Linked DNA regions of Rattus norvegicus: region 2 is linked to region 1. Evidence: chromatin contacts called from public Hi-C data. All regions are on one chromosome and are shown on one strand. The core of a region is the stretch at or near the end of the contact, and the rest is flanking DNA. Distances in the headings are between cores, read along the strand shown.

Region 1 (3,419 bases), core at 559-3,058:
CAATGGTATTGAAACACCAGGTCTAATTTGTACCGGAACTGTCTGATTTGCCAGGTTTTGAGCAAGGATATTCCCAGAAGCTGTCCTGTTAGCAGCCGTGAGGATAGCTTGATTATTACCTGCAGAAATGAGTTGAATTTGACCCTGCAAATCCTGTAGAGATGAACTACTAGTTGGATTGATTTGAATTTGCTGACCTTCCACCGTCTGAAGTTGGGGGATCACTTGGTACTGTACACTACCACTTGGATTCTGTACTTGTATGACTTGAAATTGATTAGGGGTGGAAGGATTACCTGATTTAGTTTTTGTAGGAGAGGAACTCCCGTTATTACTGCTGGAAGAACTAGATGAACTAGAAGCTGGCTGAGAAACGTTATTTTCTTTTGAAGCAGGAGGAGTGGAGGCAACAAGTTGCCAAGCGTTTCCAGCAAGCTGCGTTGTCACCAGTTCTAGCTGCTGTGGTTGATTCTGAAGTTGCACCAATCCTTGGCTTGGATCTATAATAATCTGCTGTTGTCCAGTTGCTTGATTTTCACCAGGAGTCCCTATTTTGCTGCAAGTAGCTGCCAGTAAAGCCAGAGGAGAGGGCTGAGAGTCCTACCCAAAATGGGAGGGGAAAGGAGAGGGAGGGGAAAAAAGTGGGCGGATTTAGTGGAAGACAGCAGTCGGGAGGGGGTTATTTATTTTGAGAGCTCTAAGTATCAGAACACACTTAATAGGCAGCAGAATTAAAAAGGAAATATGAACAAAAGCAGGTGGTAGAAGCTATACGAATAAAGAGGCAAGTTCTGTTACATAAAGTTTAAATAAAAAGGAATTTTCTGGTAAACTTTCTTAAAGTGTTATTCTTCTAAACTCCAAATGCCCTTGGGAAAATAGACACCGTTTTCTAACAGTCTGAATTCCTGATGTAATATAAACACCGTTCGTTATAGCCTCAACTATGCGAAATCTTCATGAATTTACGATTTAAGTTCCTCACTCAGAAAGATGCTTTGAATGAATAAACATTTTCATTCTGTTCTTTACTTCTGGGTATTTAAAGGGCATAACTCCCTCTCTTCCCTAAAGCTTTGTGTTGAATTTTCTTTTAACGTTTGCTTTTACCTGGGAGCCTGAGGTTTTGGGTTTTTTATTGTTATTCTCTGGCTCAGAGGTTTTCCCTCCTTCTGTAGCCATTGCCGCTGCCGCCTCCTCCTCCTCCTCCTTCTTCTGATCTGCAACAACCCCACCACCACCAACACACACGACAACAGGTTATTAGGATTATTATTATTCGTTCTCCTCCCTTCTCCCCCCCCCTCCTCCTGAACATTAATCTCCGTAAACCCTCGATCCGTGCACACCGGCAGGGGGTGGGGGAGAAGGAGGGAAGGGAGGAGGGGGCTCTCACGAAACGTGGTTTGAAACCCGACCCATAGGCTCCAGAGCAACACCCAGAAGGAGGTTGTTCTAGCTCAGACATTAAGACAAAACACAGCCCTCCTTCCCTCCCCCTGGTTCCCTCCCGCCCTCTCCTCCTCCCCTTCCAGCATCTCCGCGGCCCCGGGGGAGGGGGAAGCGAGCAGGGTCTGGGGAGGGAGGGACGAAGGGAGGCGGTGAAGGAGACCGAGGGGGGTGGAGAATACGTACCGCTCATCCCGCATTAACAGGACAAACCCTCTCAGAGACACTGGGATAGAGGTGGGTGGGGGTGGGGGCGAGGCGGGAGGAGAGGCCGGTCCCGCCCGCCCGCGGTGGCTCGGAGGAGGCTGTAGCTGGCACAGGCTCTGCCTCTTTTTCCGCGAATGGCCGCCGCTGGGCTGTGGCGTAGCAGCTCCTCTCTCCGCCCGAGCCCGGCTGACTCGCCCTTGATTGACAGCGGCGGCGCGCGGCGAGGGCGGCGGCGCGGGCCGGGGGCGGAGCCAGGGCGGCGCGAGCGCGGCGACTCCCCACACCCCTCGGCCTGCCTCCGCCGGCGCCGCCGACTCTCCACCCCTTCCCCCAGCGGATTGGCCGCCGACCTGCCGGGGCCGGGGCGCTGGGGCCGCCCTTTCTCCTCCCCTTTGCTCGGCTGGTGCTCGCTGCTGTTCGGCTTCTGCCTTCTCGGCCCGCGGCGCGTGCCCTCTCGGTGAGCTAGCTGCGGTTTGCTGCCGGCAGGCCCTTCATACAGCCAAACTTGTTGTCTCAGGATATCCCGCCCCCTACTCAGTTCCCGGCGCCCTCCACTCAAAAACGCGTCGCAGCATCTTGCGAGGGGCCGCGGAAGAAAGACATGGAACTAGGCTTAAGGGAGAGGAGCGAGGCGAGCGCGGGGAAGCGTGAGGTCCCGAGGTCTGAGTGGACTGCCGGCTGCCCACTCGGCGTGAGCATGGCTTTCCTAAGGCGCATCCGGACCCGGGCGCCCTTTTTCCCTGGCTCGGCTCTCATTGGGTGAGGCTGTTGACGTGCGTGAGTCGTGGGAGGAGGCGGGCGGGCCTCTCCCGCAAAGCCTTTCGGGTCTTGTAGTTTCTGTCAGCTATCGGATTGAGGCACCGCCTTCCTCCCGCCCCCGAGCGCGGCCTGGCTGCGGAGCCTAGAGCTGCCCGAGGGGGCGGTGGCAGCAGGGCGTGGCCGGGGCCGAGTGGGAGTTGAACCCAGCGCAGGGGAGGGAGAAATGGGTGTTGTTTGCCTGGGCCTATCGGCCGAGCGGGGCTGCGCGAACCGCCTCTGCCACCGCCCCCTCAGCTGAAAGCCGCTCCCCGCGGGGCGAGTTCACACCCGGAGCGCGCGGCGATTGAGCGGGCGGAGGTGTTGGGAGGCGGGGTCTGCTGTCCTCGGGGTTTGAATGAAGCTGACATGGGGTACACCCTCTTCGCCCGGCTTTCTTTACTCTCTTAGCTCGCCCGGGCCTCTGGTCCGAGCTCGAGGCCTGTGTTCCCACAGAGCAGGAGCTTCCATTTTATTTGTTGTATCTCTGGCTGCTGGTGCAGAGCCATTACCGTCTTCTAGGGTAGCCAGGAGTGCGCCTTAGAGTCTGCGTTCTTGGCGCGCTTCTCGCTCCTAGAGGTCTCACAAGGTTGTCCGGGCAAAGGAAAGCCCGGCTGCATGTGGGTCAGCTCTGGTCATGGTTTAGCGTAAGCTTCTAGGCAAGTGGAATTCACAGCTAGCTGCGCAAAGCACTTTGTCAAATCCTCCTGAACCGACTCCTAGTTTCTCTCCAAAGACATGAAGCCAAGATACCAGGGACCATACCAGCGACTGACGGAAGTGTACCAAAACTGGAAATGAGTCCCAAATATGAACCTTGGGATGGGATTACACACTAGGCTTAAAGCGCTCCACATTTATTGACATGGGCCCACATTCAGCTTTGGGTATTTTCGTCTGGTGCCTGAGGTCTGACATGTTGTAAGGGTGAGTGAAGAGTCTGGTGCTGTCCTTTTCTAGTGCTGCCT
Region 2 (3,419 bases), core at 477-2,976, 560 kb after region 1:
TGGAAAAAAAAAGGCTCAGAATACAAACCCCTGCACTACAAACATCAGGTCTAACTGCAGATGAAATTTATGCAAGGGATGAAGCCCTACTTTGGACTTCTGCATACCCCAGGAGAATTTTTTTTTGACATCTTCAGAACCTACAATACACTTGAGAACAACAATTAAAAAAAAATGTCTCCCAAGTCAAAACACAGCAGTTCTCTCATCTACTCACATTTTAATCAATTCCCCCTTTAGGATTAGACTTCTGAGAGCCTTTCTAACAGGGTAAAATAGGAATTACTGTGGTTTTTAAATGCATGAATATTCAACAAGGACTGGATTTTCACTCTTTATACTGGTACTGGCCTTTTTGGGGCTTAAGAAGTTCTGTTGTGGTGACCACAGAATTGTAATGACATTTCTGAAGGCAGCTAATAATAAAAATAGCAAGCAAGTGACTAAAATGCAGTGAATTTGAAGTAAATGCGCACGATGACTCGAACACACTCATAGATGGCCTGCTCAAACCACAGACGCTCCTGTAAATGTAACCCGAAAAGCTCACCTCCATTCTTACATAAATGGTACCAACATATTTCGGTCATTCTAATTTTTCTGTCAGAAAGGCACAGTAGGGTTACCTGAGAAAACTTCTACACTGGGTAAAAGGCTCCTCAATTTCTCATCCAATGGGAGAAAAACACACCCCTTACTCCTCTTTGCATCTAATCCTTTTGTAATTTTACTGCGTGCCACGGGGCAAACACACCTCCTCTAGGATATGCACTTCCAAAGCTGAATCCCACCTCTCAAAGAGGGTAAAGGCGACCAGATCAAAGTAACGACTCAAAGGCGCAGGCGCACACTTGCCCCATATCGCTACCCCCTTCCAATCTTTCTATTTGACCGAAACATCAGGAAACGGAAGGTAAGTATCAAAATTTTCTTCAGAACTATACTGAAAGAGTCCGGGAAGCTAAGGGGGAAAATCACTCCGCTTTTTATGTTCAAGGGACAGAGGAAGTTAGTGATTTGAAGATAGGGCTTGGAGTATTTATTTATGGGCCTCACTCAACTTCGCAGTTTCTCTATCCAGATCGCCAAATCTCTTACGCACGTACACTTTATTGTATTGTTTCGATTCCCTACCCCCAGCTTTGGTGCTCGCGCGCACGCACACATCCATCTTCCCTCTCGATCGCGCGCACCCACTCTCCACCTTCATCAAACGCGCACGCGCCTCTCCGCACCCGGGATTGAACATACTGTCGCTCCTGACTCCCTAAGAAAGAGGGACTCAGCTACCTTACCCACTTTCCAGTTCTGTCCCTGACCCCCTTTGTCACACATCCTCTCGGTGCTTGCACCACCATTGCCTGCCCTTACTAGGCCACGTTTTTGTGACCCTGCCCAGCCACCCTACGCTCTCTACATGGTTCACTTCGACGTGGGTCACACTCGCGATCACTTTACACGCGCGCACTCGCACACTCTGCGACACTCGCACCCCCCACACTCCCGCCGGCGCCGATGACCTCACAGCGCGCGCGCCGCGCGGCCCGGCGAGGCCGCAGATTGGCTGGCCGCGCCTCCGCGGCACTTCAAAGCCGGAGAGGGAGCTACAATTGTGGCGGAATGGGCGGAACTGATCATTGTATTGCACACCTCTAAAAAAAAAACACTGCCTCTGATTTATCAATATAAAAAAGATCCTCTGAGAGGAGGAGGGCGCTTCTGTGTGATGGCAACTTCACTTCTAGGGGTGAGTCTCAGGATCTTCTCTTGCTGGTTTAATTAGTTTCCTTTTATTGCCTATCGGAGGGGGTTAAAGTCGCCCGGCCAGGCCACGGGCTATCAGTCTCTCTATTGAGAGCCACCCCCCCCTCCCTTAAATACAAGTGAGTTTAGAAAAAAGAAAGAGTTGGGGGGGTGGGGAGAGGAGGCAGAGCCACTTTTTTTTCAGCACTGGAAAGGTTCGTAGGGCATTGAGACCCGCCACCTCGCAGAGCCCGGCCGCTCCCTGCTCGGGAGAACTGAGCGTAGCCCCTAATATACGCGACGATTTCGAAGGGGACCGCGAGTAAGTTTTTCCCTCCTGGGCATACTGCAGATTCTCCCCCTTTCCTTCCCCTTAATATTTTTCCTCAGCCCGCTTTGTATTGCAGGTACGTTGAGCTCGTTTTATTTCTACCATTATAGATAGATATAATGAGAGAGAGAGAGAGAGAGAGAGAGAGAGAGAGAGAGAGAGAGAGAGAGAGAGAGAGAGAGAACTAAAAGAAAAAAATGGAAGAGCGAGTAAGCCTTAGGCCAGGGAGAAGAAACTAAGGATGGGTTGAGGGGCATCGGAACAGAATTTTCAAAGCTCTCTCGGGATTGCAGGGTAGCAATCTTAAATGTAATCCAGAGATTTCTCCAGGTTGTAAGGTAAAAGGAAACTTCTCCCTCCCTAGTCTGGATCTGGACTTTCTGTTCGTTTGGTCGAAAGCTTCTAGGGCTTTGTGAACACAAGAGTGCCGTCTTAAGTGAGAATTCTTGTTAAACTCTTCTTTAGCTTGGCGTTTTGCACCGGAATCAGACGCCCGCAGCCAAACTTGTCCCCTCCTGTAGAGTAGGAGGCTGACGGGCTCCGGGGCAGCTGGGGGTGCAGGGTAAGTTGGTGGCAGAGTGCCGCAGTGAGAGATGGGCAGCAGTGGGGCGTCTGAAGGCTACCAGGAGACTAATGCACATTTCTTTCCTCCCTCCCCCACCGGCCCTTTGCCCACCACCCCTCCCCCACCCTTCTCCTCCGCTCCGGTCTCAGGAAGAACCGAGGTTGGGATCCACTCCTCTGGCCATGCTTGCTGCTACCTGTAATAAGATCGGCAGCCCCAGCCCGTCTCCCTCCTCCCTGTCGGACAGCTCTTCTTCTTTCAGTAAAGGCTTCCACCCTTGGAAACGCTCCTCATCTTCCTCCTCCGGCAGCTGCAACGTAGTGGGTTCCAGTCTCTCTAGCTTCGGCGTGTCGGGGGCCTCTCGGAACGGCGGTTCGTCCTCCGCCGCAGCGGCGGCGGCGGCGGCCGCGGCGGCGGCGGCGGCCCTGGTGTCCGACTCGTTTAGCTGCGGAGGCTCGCCCGGCTCCAGCGCCTTCTCTCTCACCTCCAGCAGCGCCGCCGCAGCGGCCGCAGCTGCCGCGGCCGCCGCTTCCAGCTCGCCCTTTGCCAACGACTACTCTGTGTTCCAGGCCCCGGGCGTCTCAGGGGGCAGCGGCGGCGGCGGCGGGGGAGGCGGCGGCGGTTCCGGAGCGCACTCGCAGGACAGCTCCCATCAGCCGGTGTTCATCTCCAAGGTGCACACGTCGGTGGACGGACTGCAAGGCATCTACCCGCGCGTGGGAATGGCGCACCCGTATGAGTCGTGGTTCAAGCCCTCGCACCCGGGCCTTGGTGCCGCGG

Evidence for each region. A called contact is a pair of places that touch in the nucleus more often than the background predicts.
Region 2: a contact with region 1 is called in a Hi-C map of frontal cortex, with 2.1 times the contacts expected there. The contact joins the promoter of Sp8 here to the promoter of Sp4 in region 1. A contact is called at or near these places in 4 of 12 Hi-C or Micro-C datasets (Schwann cells, frontal cortex, kidney and 1 more) and 1 of 1 datasets of contacts at active chromatin or transcription factors (oligodendrocytes).

What each region holds. Positions count from the first base shown.
Region 1 is chr6:145,393,306-145,396,724 of GRCr8, forward strand. It overlaps Sp4 (Sp4 transcription factor), which reads right to left and starts at 1,809. Exons shown (of 6, transcript NM_012761.2): 1 at 1,636-1,809; 2 at 1,111-1,220; 3 at 1-600. The coding sequence starts at 1,642.
Region 2 is chr6:145,957,493-145,960,911 of GRCr8, forward strand. It overlaps Sp8 (Sp8 transcription factor), which reads left to right and starts at 1,727. Exons shown (of 2, transcript NM_001191774.1): 1 at 1,727-1,747; 2 at 2,789-3,419. The coding sequence starts at 1,727.